Regions from separate parts of the Capra hircus genome. Here region 2 is linked to region 1. A link is a contact called in public Hi-C data. All regions are on one chromosome and are shown on one strand. The core of a region is the stretch at or near the end of the contact, and the rest is flanking DNA. Distances in the headings are between cores, read along the strand shown.

Evidence for each region. A called contact is a pair of places that touch in the nucleus more often than the background predicts.
Region 2: a contact with region 1 is called in a Hi-C map of liver, with 2.6 times the contacts expected there. The contact joins two enhancer-like sites. A contact is called at or near these places in 3 of 5 Hi-C or Micro-C datasets (blood and liver).

The regions. Positions count from the first base shown.
Region 1 is chr16:39,929,174-39,935,383 of ARS1.2, reverse strand. It overlaps VPS13D (vacuolar protein sorting-associated protein 13D), which reads left to right. Exons shown (of 69, transcript XM_018060322.1): 11 at 2,234-2,335; 12 at 2,456-2,657; 13 at 3,680-3,859; 14 at 5,046-5,176; 15 at 6,003-6,078. Among named protein-coding and RNA genes, the nearest start is that of VPS13D, 29 kb to the left of the region's middle. Within about 2 kb of position 2,528, at least 1 of the 5 cell types and tissues checked has an H3K27ac peak or open chromatin away from gene starts, as enhancers often do.
Region 2 is chr16:40,064,401-40,071,145 of ARS1.2, reverse strand. TNFRSF8 (tumor necrosis factor receptor superfamily member 8) reads left to right here. Exons shown (of 13, transcript XM_018059943.1): 7 at 1,880-1,973; 8 at 2,255-2,400; 9 at 4,436-4,537; 10 at 4,671-4,724. Among named protein-coding and RNA genes, the nearest start is that of TNFRSF8, 29 kb to the left of the region's middle. Within about 2 kb of position 4,660, at least 2 of the 5 cell types and tissues checked have an H3K27ac peak or open chromatin away from gene starts, as enhancers often do.

The DNA of each region.
Region 1 (6,210 bases), core at 1,279-3,778:
CAGGAAGCTTTCTCCATCTTCTGTTGTTAGAGGGGAGCTGGCCCGTGGGCTGGGAGGAAGGAAAAGGGGCCATGGTCCCGCCAGGTCTCCTGGCTCTCTGTGCAAGGCCCAGAGAGACTCTGCATCTAGTCACTTGTGTCAAACACCTGATCCTAACTCTTTTCTTCACATTTTTCCTAATCGCGACTGACTCGATGGACTCTGGAGTTTTAGGGGTAGAGCCTAGGCCGAGGGTGTGCAGCAAGGGGAAGGCCAGCTCCAGTTTCAGTACCTGCAGGACCAGAGACCTGCAGGAAGCTCCACACCTGGAGCTTCCTCTAGTTCCAGTCTGTCTCCTCTGTCTCCTCAGGAAGGGCAGTGGGGAGTGTTTTCCTCCTTGATTTGTTTCGGTTTTGCGAGCATCAGTTTTTGTAATAGCAGTTTAGACTAATTTTGGCCTGGGGATTGTCTGAATTAACTCTCTTTAGTAAACATTTCTAAGTGTCCCTTTAGCACCTGTCTTTGGAGAAGGCAATGGCACCCCACTCCGTACTCTTGCCTGGCAAATCCCACGGGCGGAGGACCCCGGTAGGCTGCAGTCCTAAGGTCGCTAAGAGTCAGACACGACTGAGCGACTTCACTTTCAATTTTCACTTTCATGCATTGGAGAAGGAAATGGCAATCCACTCCAGTGTTCTTGCCTGGAGAATCCCAGGGACGGGGGAGCCTGGTGGGCTGCCGTCTCTGGGGTCGCACAGAGTCGGACATGACTGAAGCGACTTAGCAGCAGCAGCAGCACCTGTCTTAGCTTGGGCTGCTATAACAACATTCCACAGGGTGGGGCGCTTTAAATGGATGCTTACTTCTCACAGTTCTGGAGGCTGAAATTCCATGATCGAGGTGCCAGTAGATTTGGTTCTTGGGGAAGACCATCTTCCTGGTTTATGGGCAGCTGCCTTCTCCCTGTGTGTTTACCTGGCCTTTCTTGGGCAGAGAGAGAGCTGTTTGTCTTTCCCTTCCTACAAGGGAACTAGTCCCATAATGATGGTCCTGTCCTCATCACCTCATCTAAACCTGTTCACCTCCCATGGGCTCCACTTTCAGATCCTGTCACGTTGAGGATTAAGGCCTCGACATGCACATATTGGGGGAACACATTCATCCTGTGAGAGCACCCCATTGTGGTAACCAGTGGCAATGGTGCATCCTTGGGTGTTCTCACCTATCTTGCCAGCACCCTGAGGTATAACCCACTCTGCTAGTGCTTCTTTCATGAGTGTCAGGCGTGGTTACTGACATAGAAGCCTTAATAAAAGGATGGAATAAACCAGACCTTTTGTTTCAGATAGTTTTCTTAAAGGCATAGGGAAAGACATGGAGCAAGGGAAAATCTGAATTACAACTGAGGTGAACAAGTAAACATGTATAATCCCCTTTTCCTTAGTGGCAGGGTGTAAGGCTTCCCTGGTGGCTCCAATGGTAGAGAATCCACGTGCAGTACAGAAGACCCAGGTTCCATCCCTGGGTTGGGACGATCCGCTGGAGCAGGGAATGACAACCCACTCCAGTCAGTATTCTTGCCGGGAGAATCCCATAGACAGAGGGGCCTGGTGGGCTATAGTCCATAGGGACGCAGAGTCCGACACCACTAAGCGACTAACAACTTTCACTTTCAAGAAACAGCTTAGGAGAGCTGACTCTACTTTCCTCCACATCTTTGTGTGTCGCTGGCCACTGTTGTTCTTTCCTAATTAGCATGAAACGAATGAAAACGACCACTTCCTTGCTAATGTCCCACATGAAACATAAAGAAGCTGGAGGCCTGCACACTTGCTCTGTAAACTAGGTCCTTAGTTTCCTCCTCTGACTCGGGAAGGTTAACAACCAGCCACCAGCTTGAATCAGTTGAGGTAACACCATGTTAAGCACTTTGTAAACTGCCTTTGCAGAGCAAAGATGGGCTAGTCCAGCAACACTTGTCCTTCATGTACCTGTTAACAACTCAATACCACTCTGCTCTCTCTGCACTTCCCGTTAGTCTCAGAGTACAGGTAGGGTCTACCGGGGTTATACGGAAAAGCTGTTTGAACCAGAAGCTTAGCAGTTATGGAACTCACTGTTTATCTTCATGGTTTCTGGGCCTTGGAAGCATTGGAAACATTGGGGGCCAGGTGGGTTCCTTTAGTACTGGATGGGTTCATGATGGTGTCCACTTTCTCTGCAGCCCTGACACCTGTTTTCTTCACCCGAACAGGAGGAAATGTATCGGATTGAAGAGGAGCAGAGCTTTGAGGAACTGAAGATTTTGCGTGAACTGGTGCATGAACGGTTTCACAAGCAGGAAGAACTGGCAGAGGTAGGAGACCCTGTGTCACACGCAGCGTGCTGAGTGCTTCTGGGGGCACAGAGAGCGAGGAGTGGCACCTCATGCCCTGTCTCTTTGGTCCTCATGTGTGCTCATTTCTGATTGACACAGAGCCTACGGGAGCCTCAGCTGGATCCTCTGGGAGACTCTCCTGGAGACCCAGGCCCCAGGGGAGGCAGCGGGATGCTGCAGTACCTTCAGTCCTGGTTTCCCGGCTGGGGTGGCTGGTATGGGCAGCAGAGCCCTGAAGGGAAGCCAGTGGAGGGCCTGATGGCGGAGCCGCAGGAGCAGTGGACTCCGGAGGAGATCCTGGGTAAGGCGGGAGCTGGCTTTCATGTGTCCTTCTTGATTACAGTGAAGGGAGACACTTGGTTCATGGTTCACCTATTATTTGGGAAACTGGCCCATGGTATATTTCAAATTAAAAAATAAAAGGTAGACATTTGTAACAGTTTATCTCATGTTTATAGAGGCAGAGAGAGGTTTTTTAAAAAATAATTTTCTTTATTTATATTTGGCTGTGCTGAACCTTTGTTGCTGTGTGGGCTTTTCTCTAGTTTCGGCTCGTGGGCTTCAGTAGTTGTGGCACGTGGGCCCGGTAGTTCCAGTTCCTGGGCTCTAGAGCACAGGCTCAGTAGTTGTGGCCCATGGGCTTAGTTGCTCTGCAGCATGTGGGATCGTCCCAGACCAGGGATCAAGCCTGTGTCTCTTGCATTGGCAGGCAGATTCTTTACTACTGGACCTCAGCGAAGCCTGAGAGTAGGTTTTAAGAGATACTTCGTTTACAACTCCATTACTGAATTTGAATATTTACATGGTTTCAAACAGATCTGAGTGGCAGTGATTGTGAAGAGAATCTGATCCAGTAAAAAAAGTTTGAAACCCTGAGGGCTTGAATACCAGTCCAGAGTCACCCTTTAGACCCAGGCTGTCCAGTATGGTAGCCGCAGTCACAAATGGCTATTTAAATTTATTCAGATAAAATAAAAAATTCACTTCTCAGTTGGCTAGCCACATGAGCCACAGTGCTCAGAGCCTCTTGTGGGTAGTGGCCACCACGTGGACAGTGCAGTGTATGGAGCATTGCGCCGTGCTGGGCATTGCTGCCTTACGCTGTAGTTTGCCATGCATTTGGCATTGCCCCTCATTTGACAGTAAGGTGATCAGAGCCCTTATAAGGCGGTTAGAGTCGTTTCATGTTAGTGAATAAAAGTCACCCATGACTTTGGAGTTCTTTCCTAAAAGGGAGATGTAATGTCATATCATTGAGACTGCCATCAGTGCTTTTAAACTTTCCCATGTGTTTTCTTAAAGCCTCTTCTTCCTCATGTTCAGGCTCCGAGGAGTTTTTTGACCCTACTGCGGATGCCTCTTGTATGAACACGTACACAAAGCGAGACCACGTCTTTGCGAAACTGAACTTGCAGCTGCAGCGAGGGACTGTGACTCTGCTGCACCAGGAGCAAGGGGCTCCCCAGATGAACCAGAGTGCTTTCATGCAGCTTGAGTTTTCAGGTGCTGCCCCCAAGATGCTTCCTGATGCTCTCTATCTCCCCAGGCACCAGTGTCCACTTGAGTCTCGGTATTTGTGGTAGTTCTGTTGTAGAAAGTTGCCATGGGTACTGAGTCATGGCCCCTGGGGGAGCACAAGGTTAGGTTGTCTGTAAGCATTTGGTGATGACATTCATCAGTGGATCAATACATAATGTTGTTCTGTGTGTGTGTGTGTTTGATGACACCTTATTTAATACATGTTGTTGATTTGTTAATGGATCTCGTGGCCAGCGACACTGACACTGTGACTGATGTCTGAGTGAAGGTTATCTACTACATGTATTTCCTCTGTAAGACACAGTGCTCCTGCACTGTGCTTGGGGGCCCTTTTAAACAGTGAAATCACTAAAACAAAAAGCACAAAAATGCCAAAAATTGCCACTAATTAGGTCATGATAAGGGCACTGGTATGAGCTGAAACAAGAAGGCAGAGTGTTGCCTTGTTCAACTTTAGCTGGAAACACGCACTTCAGGTGACTTGAATTTTTTGCTGCTCTGCACATGTCTGCAGAGCACTGTGAATGTATTATTTTTGGGGTTACAGTAAATTTTAGTGAGTAGGTAAATTCGCAAATATGGAATCTGCAAATAATGAAAAATTTTTGACTTCTTTTTGTGGATTTGAATTGAAAGTACGTAAATAAATGGCCCAGATGTTAGTTATGTCTTCTCACAAATAGATTTATTGTAGTTCATAAAATAGGCACTTATCTGAGGTCTGTGAGTAGTTTAAAGGCAAGTGACCAAAAAAAAAAGCCAGTTTTTGACTGGCTTTGACTTTGTAATCTTGAGAGCTGAGAAGTCATAAACTTAGTGTGAACTAGCAGATTGTTTGAACTAAATTAAGAAGTGCTCTGTTTAAAATTCATTGTGTTGGAAAGCTTCTGATATTCCTTACAAATTTATGTCAGTGGACAGGAAAGCCTGGCATGCTGCAGTCCATGGGGTCGCAGAGTCAGACACGACTGAGCAACTGAACTGAACAAAAGTAGACATATAGATATGTAGATAGGGTTATTTTGTTCCAATTCGAAGGAGAAATAGTTCATTATATCTGATAGTTCACTATAAAATATTATATCTAATACTTTGAAAATACTTCAGGCTATGATGGCATATATCAGCTCTTAACATTTATCTTCTGTAGGTGTAAAACTTCTAGCAGAATCTCTTCCTCGAAGAAACTCCTCCTTGCTCTTAGTCCGGTTGGGTGGACTCTTTCTGCAAGACCTGGCTACGGAAGGAACCATGTTTCCTCTTCTGGTCTTCCCTAATCCAGTACGTATAGCTGTATGATTCATCCAGGGTGTTGGTGAATTGCCATCTGTTTTAGGCAAGCGATTAGTAGTATTAACTTGATTTGTTCTGATATTTGATCATTTTGAGAGAGACACGCTGATCAGAATATAACTAGAGTTAGATAAGTTTTTTGATTTTGTTACCATGTGTTGGTGGGATTTATGACAGTGGCTTCCCCCCACCTGGTGTTGTAGCCACCTTAGAATAGTTGCCTGGATTTGGAAGAAAATGCTATCTGCATGACTGTTTCCTGTATTTCAGGGTCAGTGTTTGAATTTCCTCTGTATCTTGACAGTGATTTTCACGCATTCTGATCCTTAGTCACCGATAGGACTTATCTCTCTAGAGTTACAGAAGAACCACTTCAAGTTTTCTCTATATGTGTACTTTTTAATATACAATATTCTTCTTAGACACGAAGATCTTTGATCTTACTGAGTTGGCAAAGATATAATCAGAATTGAATCTTTAGCTCCTTATTATGCTTCCCAGAACTTTTCGGCTTGGGGGGCTGGTGATAGGGTGGGAGGGCAGAATAAAAGTGTGAAAAGCTGTGCACGTCCAGTCCTCTTTGAGCAGTAGTTCATGTAGTGCCGAGTGCAGAGTGGCACGCTGCCTGTACAGGCTGGGGAAGGCACAGACTGGAGGGCTCGGCCTCCAGGTCTGCATCCCCTGGTGTCACACGAGTTTTGATTTGGCCGTGCTAAGCGAGAGTGATGTCAAAGGGGAAGATGGGAGAGAATGTGTGCATGGTGAATTGGCCCCTCTCACCCTGACCCTTGTGTGTTTTGTGTGTGTTCATCAGCAAAAGGAAGTTGGCAGAGTCTCCCAGTCTTTTGGACTCCAAACAGCATCTGCAGACAGAAGCCATCATTATCCTGGTAAACTGTCATGTGTACTTAAATTCATCCTTAAAAATGCAATGATCACAGATCAGTAGTCTTGGTCAGTGGTCAGAGAGGGAGTGAGTCCTGTTTTGTGCCCAGGGGTTTGCTGTGTGGATACTTATCTGA
Region 2 (6,745 bases), core at 3,411-5,910, 130 kb before region 1:
CCACCCCACCAGGAACATGGGAGTGGAGAGGGTTAGTAGCCGGGCTGGACCTACTTCAAATGTGGGCCATTTCCTTCTGCCCTAGTGAAACAGTTAATCATAAACTTGTAAGAAAATGCTCAGTCACCAGTAGGAGGCAGTGCGGTCCTATGAAAAGTGCTCCAGGCTGGGACTCGGGAGCCCTGATTTCTGGTTGGAGCTCTGGCTCTGTCTTTCTCTCTGTCTGTGAGAAGGGGTGGCTGGGTCAGATCAGAAGTGACTGTGCTTGAACTGGTCCTCAAAGGCATTCTGTCAGCACAGTGACACAGCCTTCCCCTTCCTAGGTACTCAAGTGAAGTGAAATTATGTTTTTGCAAAAGCTTGTACACAAATACTCATAGCTACCCAGGTGGTGCTGGTGGTAAAAAACCCGCCTGCCGATGCAGGAAGCTTGAGAGATGTGGGTTCGATCCCTGGGTCAGGAAGATCCCCTGCAGAAGGGAATGGCAATCCACTCCAGTATTCTGGCCTGGAAATTACTTTCTGTTACTCTAGATTAACTTTTCGGGGATATTTCCATAAGATGTATTCTTCTGTGTCTGGCTTCTTTCACTGAGCTTTTGAAGTTCATCCATGCTGTAGCTGTTTTAATACGCTTAGTCACTCTGTGGTGTCTGACTCTTTGCCACCCCATGGACTATAGCTTGCCAGACTCCTCTGTCCATGGGATTCTCTAGGGAAGAATACTGGAGTGGGTAGTCACTCTCTTCTCCAGGGGATCTTCCCGACCTAGAGATCGAACCTGGGTCTCCTGCATTGCAGGCAGATTCTTCACCGTCCGAGCTACCAGGGAAGCTCCCAGCTGTGTTAGTACTTCATTTCTTTTATTGCCATACAGTATTCCAGCATTCAGAGATACTACATTTTATCATCGGATGGGCACTGGGGTCATCGCTGCTTCTTTGATGACTCCATCTCCTCCTTCCCATCTCCGGGGTTTCCCCACCTTTTGTTTCCTCTGCTTAGAAACTCCCGCTCCCACTCACATGCTAACACCTCCCTCCTCATCTCCCTAGTGAGATGAGATCAAGCCTGCCATTATAGGGACCCCCATCTGCCTTCATGTGACACCGAGTCTGTGAACCCCACCAGCTGGTTGGCCCCCAGGAGTGCAAATCTTTTCTGTTTTGCTCACAGCTCTGTCGCAATTCCCAGCACGCAGCAGGTGCTCAGTAAAGAGTTGTTGCTTGGAGGGAAGGGAGCAGAGAGGGAGGAAGCAAGGAGACAGCCAGGACACAGATGGGTCTGTCCGGCTGCCGTGTCCTTCCGGCCCCATGGTGCTGCCTCCCCGGAAGTCACCAGTCCTGATGCGTCAGACTCTTTGGCACTGATTTTTTTAAAATTTAACTTAAAAATTTGAAGCACAGTTGATTTACAAGATATTAAATATAGCTCCTTGCTATACAGTAGGTCCCTGTTATTTATCTCTTTTATATATAATAGTGTGTATATCTGTTAATCCCATTTCCCAGTTTATCCCTCCCTCCCTGCTTTTCCCTTTGGTAACCATCCTTGCCACTGTTTCTTTTTATTTATTTATTTATTTATAAATTAAAGGATACTTGTTTTACATAATTTTGTTGATTCTGTCAAGCCTCAACATGAATCAGCCATAGGGATACATATGTCCCCTCCCTCTTTTTTTTTTAATTTTATTTTTTTACTTTACAATACTGTATTGGTTTTGCCATACATTGACATGAATCCACCACAGGTGTACATGAGTTCCCAACCCTGAACCCCACTCCCACCACCCTCCCCATATCATCTCTCTGGGTCATCCCAGGGCACCAGCCCCAAGCATCCTGTCTTGCCACTCTTTCTAACCCACTCCCTGCAGGTATGGCTGAGACAGGCACCACCTATGAGCCACCTGGACTGGGGAGCCCTCCTGACTGCAACACCAGCCCAGAGGACCGTGGGGCGCCTACCAGGTGACTCCTTGGGCCTCTCTCTTCACCGGCCCTGCCTGGGGGTGGGGGCAGCCGGCTAGGGATGGCAGTGGAGCTTGGGCTTGATCCCTAGGCCAAGCCCGCAGGTCATTTTGGAGAATGTGAGTCTATGTCTGTGCTGGCACCGTGGAAGGCCAGAAGGCCTAGAAACCCAGGCCCTGCCCTCGAAGTGCCTGGCGGAGACTGTTGGCAGAGGAGCTGGGGTCGCAGACCTCTGTTTCCATCTCAGTCATCTGTCTTACCTCTGGCCTCTCTCTCTGCAGCCCCACCCCCTCCTTGGTCTCCCTGGCTGACTCCCTGACCGGTAAGGAGCATGAAGCGGGTGTCACCCACACCTGGGAGGACACCCTGGTCTCAACCAGTGCTCCCATCTCCTTCTCCTCCACGGGAAAGCCGGCTCTGGTTTCAGGTAATGATCACCCCCACGAAGCAGGGCCTTCCTCCCTGGGGACCACAAGGAGGGAGGCTTCTCAATGGGCAACAGCATCACTTGGTGGGGAGGAAGAGTGGGGCTTGGGAAGTCCTGGGAACAAAGTTGACCCCAGGTCTTCGGCTTCTTGATCTGGAGCTGTGGCTCTGTCACTTGCTAGAGATGATTCCTTGATTCTTCTGAGCAGGGATTTTATTCTCAGCTTCTTCTCCATGGCCCATAATTGCTACTCACGAAATATTTGGCAACTAATCTCATGACCTTGACTGGGCTTCCCTGGTGGCTCAGTGGTAAAGAATCTGCCTGCAGTGCAGGAGATGCGGGTTCAATCCTTGGGTCAGGAAGATGCCCTGGAAAAGGAAATGGCAACCCACTCCAGTATTCTTGCCTGGAAAATTCCATGGACAGAAGAACCTGGTGGGCTACATACAGTCCATGGGGTCACAAGAGTCGGACACGACTGTGTGACCAAACTACCACTACCTCATGATCTTGACTAGTTTCTTACTTACTTTGGGCTTCAGCTTTCTCACCTTTTAACGTTGTAACAGCGTGTACCTCAAAGGGCAGTAAGCAAAGAATGATATACCCGGGCATTACCGGCTCCCGGCGTGCGATTTTAAGGACTTGCAGTTCTAGTGTTGGACACTAGGCGGCGATAGTGCTCAGCCAGCCCTCTGAGAGGTCCTGGATTTGGCAGTTTAACAACTTGTTAGAAAAGCAAATTACCAGCCTCCCCCAGCCAACTGAATCAGACTCTGCATTTTAACATGGTCCCCAGAAGATTCATAGCCACAGGAATGTCTGAGAAGCACTTATCTGGTACGTGTTGTTATTGTTCGTTCGGTAAGTCATTCTTGCTGCTGCTGCTGCTAAGTCGCTTCAGTCGTGTTCAAATCTGTGTGACCCCATAGACGGCAGCCCACCAGGCTCCCCCGTCCCTGGGATTCTCCAGGCAAGAACACTGGAGTGAGTTGCCATTTCCTTCTCCAATGCATGCAAGTGAAAAGTGAAAGTGAAGTCTCTCAGTCATGTCCGACTCTCAGCGACCCCATGCAGGCAAGAATCCTGGAGTGGGTAGCCATTTCCTTCTCCTTCCCCGACCCAGGGAGAGAATCAGCGTCTCCTCCATTGGCAGGTGGATTCCTTACCACTGAGCCACCAGGGAAGCTATTGGGTACATGCTACTTTTTCAGCACCTAAACATGGATTTTAAAAAATAATAACTATATGTTGATTTTCATAAGTGACAAAGGGGCCAAAAAAAAAAAAAAAAAGAGGCAAGTTAAGTACTAAGAGATAATGAAATATATCCAGATAGTGGTTAACAGTGTGGGCTCTAGAGTTGTGCTGGCCTGGCCTGAGCTATAATTTCTACCCTCTGGGTGACCTTGGGCCTGTTAATCTTTGCAAACATCAGCTTCCCTCCATTGTAAAATGGAGATGGTCATGGTGCCCATGGCATAGGGCTTTTGACTCCTCATTCAAGAAGCACTTGCTGAGTGTGCTTATGTGTGGAGTAGATGTTGTGCCTGCCCTTGTGGAGTTTCCAGTCTAGAGGAGGGGCCGGGAGTTGTGCCAGACTCCTAACTTCACCCTCTTGATTGCTCTGTCTGCCAGCCGCCCGGGACTGGGCATCACGCTTGCCTTCCTCCCCAGTCCCCTGAGCTCATCCTATTGGACCTCAATTCCCTCTTCATTCTGCCTCCTTGACCTCTCTGTTTCTCCCCCTTTAGCAATGGTTTGTGCATCCTTCAACTCTTCAGCTCCCCATGGGCTTCCCAGAGCCAGGCGAGAAAGGACAGGTGGGTGAGGGCTGGACCAGATAGCTATAGACAGGGTCTGGGTTTCTCTTCTGGCTTGGGAAAGGACCAGGTCCTGTCAGCAACAGTGGAGTCTGTGTCCAGAAGGAGGAAGCAGTCTGGGGTGAGGGCTGTGCTGTGTGGTTGCTGTAGGGCCCCTGGCCCCATGCCAGGATGTCAGGGTGAGAATGCAGGGCACCCCTGTGTTTCAGGACCTGTGCTCTTCTGGGTGATTCTGATACTGGCGGTGGTCGTCAGCTTCAGCTCCTTCGTCCTGTGCCACCAGAGGGCCTGCAGGAAGTGGATTGGACAGAGTAAGTGCATGTATCCTTGGGGCCCTGGGAGGGCAGGGTGCCCTGTGCTGGCCCGGCCTGGGTCCTTTTCCCATCCTGCCCGCTGAGACTCTTTGAGGCTGGCACCCCAGTCCTCCTGCTGCTGTCATTTCAGAGCTGCATCTGTGCTACCCAGTCCAGACCTTCCGGCCCACGCTGGAGCCTGTGGGTGAGTGTCCAGGGGTCCAAAAGGGCTGGGTGCGGCTACACCGCAGCTCTGCACGGTGGGCCAGAACTCCCTTGGGGCTCCCTCTGTGTGGGGGGGTTCCCACAAGCTGCTCCTCCTTTCTGTGCAACCTCGTATGTGATGGGAATATAATGTGGGTGGAAACTGTGACATGTTCCCTTCTGCGTCGGATGCGGTCTGGGCCCGAAGCTTCAAAAATTCACCTTGTCCTTAATTCTCTCCTCGGCCGTGCCCTCAGGAGAGGCCTTCCCTTCCCCTCTTCTCTCTGTCCCTCCTTCCCAGTCTCCTTGTCATTTCCCCCACCCCCTTCCCTCCTGCTGGTGCCCAGGGTGTAAGGGTTGGGGTGGGGGGAGCAGGCTAACAGGGCTACAGTCCTGATTCCGCACTATGAGCTACATGACTTTGGGTGAATCACTTAATTCCTTTGTGTCTCAGTTTCCTCATCTGTACCAAGTCACTCAGTCGTGTCCGACTGTGATCCTATGGACTGCCAGGCTCCCTGTCCATAGGATTCATACCCTCCCTCCAGGAGATCTTCCTGACCCAGGGATCGAACCCATGTCTCTTCTGTCTCCTGCATTGGCAGCTGGGTTCTTTAGCACTAGCGCTGCCTTGGAGATGGGGTCTAATTCAGAGAGTGGGTGTGTGGGTCCGTTGTGTTGGGGCCCTTAAGCGCTGTGTGCAGAGCCTGCGCGCAGTCAGCATTTGCAGGTTGTGGCTGCTGTTTGCTGACAGCTCCCCTGTGTCTGGGGCCTTTTTTCTCACCAGGAGTCCAGGCCTTCCTGAGTTCTCAGTTGATCTGAACTTTTCTCTCTGATCCCTGGCCAGCCTCCAGACCACCTCTTCCAGGCAGCCTTCCATGCCTCACCCATCCAGGCAGCAGACTCAGCTCTCACCTGGCAGGGGACAAGAGGGGGGACCCCAGCCATTGTGTGCCAAGTATTTCTTCTCCCCTGCACGATATCTTTCAAGGCAGGACAAGGTCCTCCTCAACATGCCACAAGCATTGTTTGAGCACCTACTGTGTATGAGCCCTGACCACAGGGGAAGGAGCAAACACAAACGGTTTGAGCTTCCTTTCTGGTTTCAAGGCAGGGTCCTATGATGGTCTCACAGACCCAGAAGCTCCATGGGAAATGGGTGATGCTCTTCATTTCATAATGAAGAGACGAGACCCAGGGCCACACTGTCTGTAGTTGCCATGGCCAGACTCAGGAACTGGTCCTGGAGCCGGCAGGTCTCATTGGCAGAGGTCTCAGTCCTTTATCCTCTTCCTCACCCCCCCACCCCCACAATGGGTTGTCCACCACCCAGTGCCCAGCCTGACACCCAGCGGTCAACTCAGGCCTCCTCGCCCCCACGTCCCCGGGCCCCACAGAAAGCTTTGCCCTAGCCTGGCTCCTGGCTTGGCCCCTGAACACAGCGCGTGAGGCGTGTTTTGGGTTTGATGAGTTTCACAAGCAGGTGCTTGTGTTCTCTTCGCAAGGGGGCTTTTTGTGTTTTGACAGTTTCAAGCCTTTTTCCATGAGCTGTCAGGCTCAGTGTCTCATTGAAACCCGCGTTTGTTGCTTTCTTGACATTTTTCTAGTATTAGAGTTTCCATTGCTGTCAGTTTATTTTTTTCTTCAAACCTCCATGATAGCAGTTTTGTCACACACATACAAAGAAAAAAGAGAGAGAGAGAGAAAAGACAAAAAGCACCTTCTCTTAAAAAGTCAGACCTACCAGGAACTGAGCCTGGGCTCAGTGGTGTCCACCTTGGCACACTGGCTTCCGGTGGGTCCTTGGGGGTCTGGTTCCCAGGGAAGGAGGTGACTTACGGTGAAGATGTGGGTGGACTGAGCAGGGTGGGAGCAGTGGGAGCTGGAGGGGTGCAGGAGTCTTTATGCGCTTGTCCACCCCTTTGTGTATCCGCCACGCACTTCTTAGTGGCCCTGTGCTGGGTCCGGCAAGTGCCCTCCCGAGCTTTCTCACCAGCTCAAGCAGAGTGGGAATAATCTGGC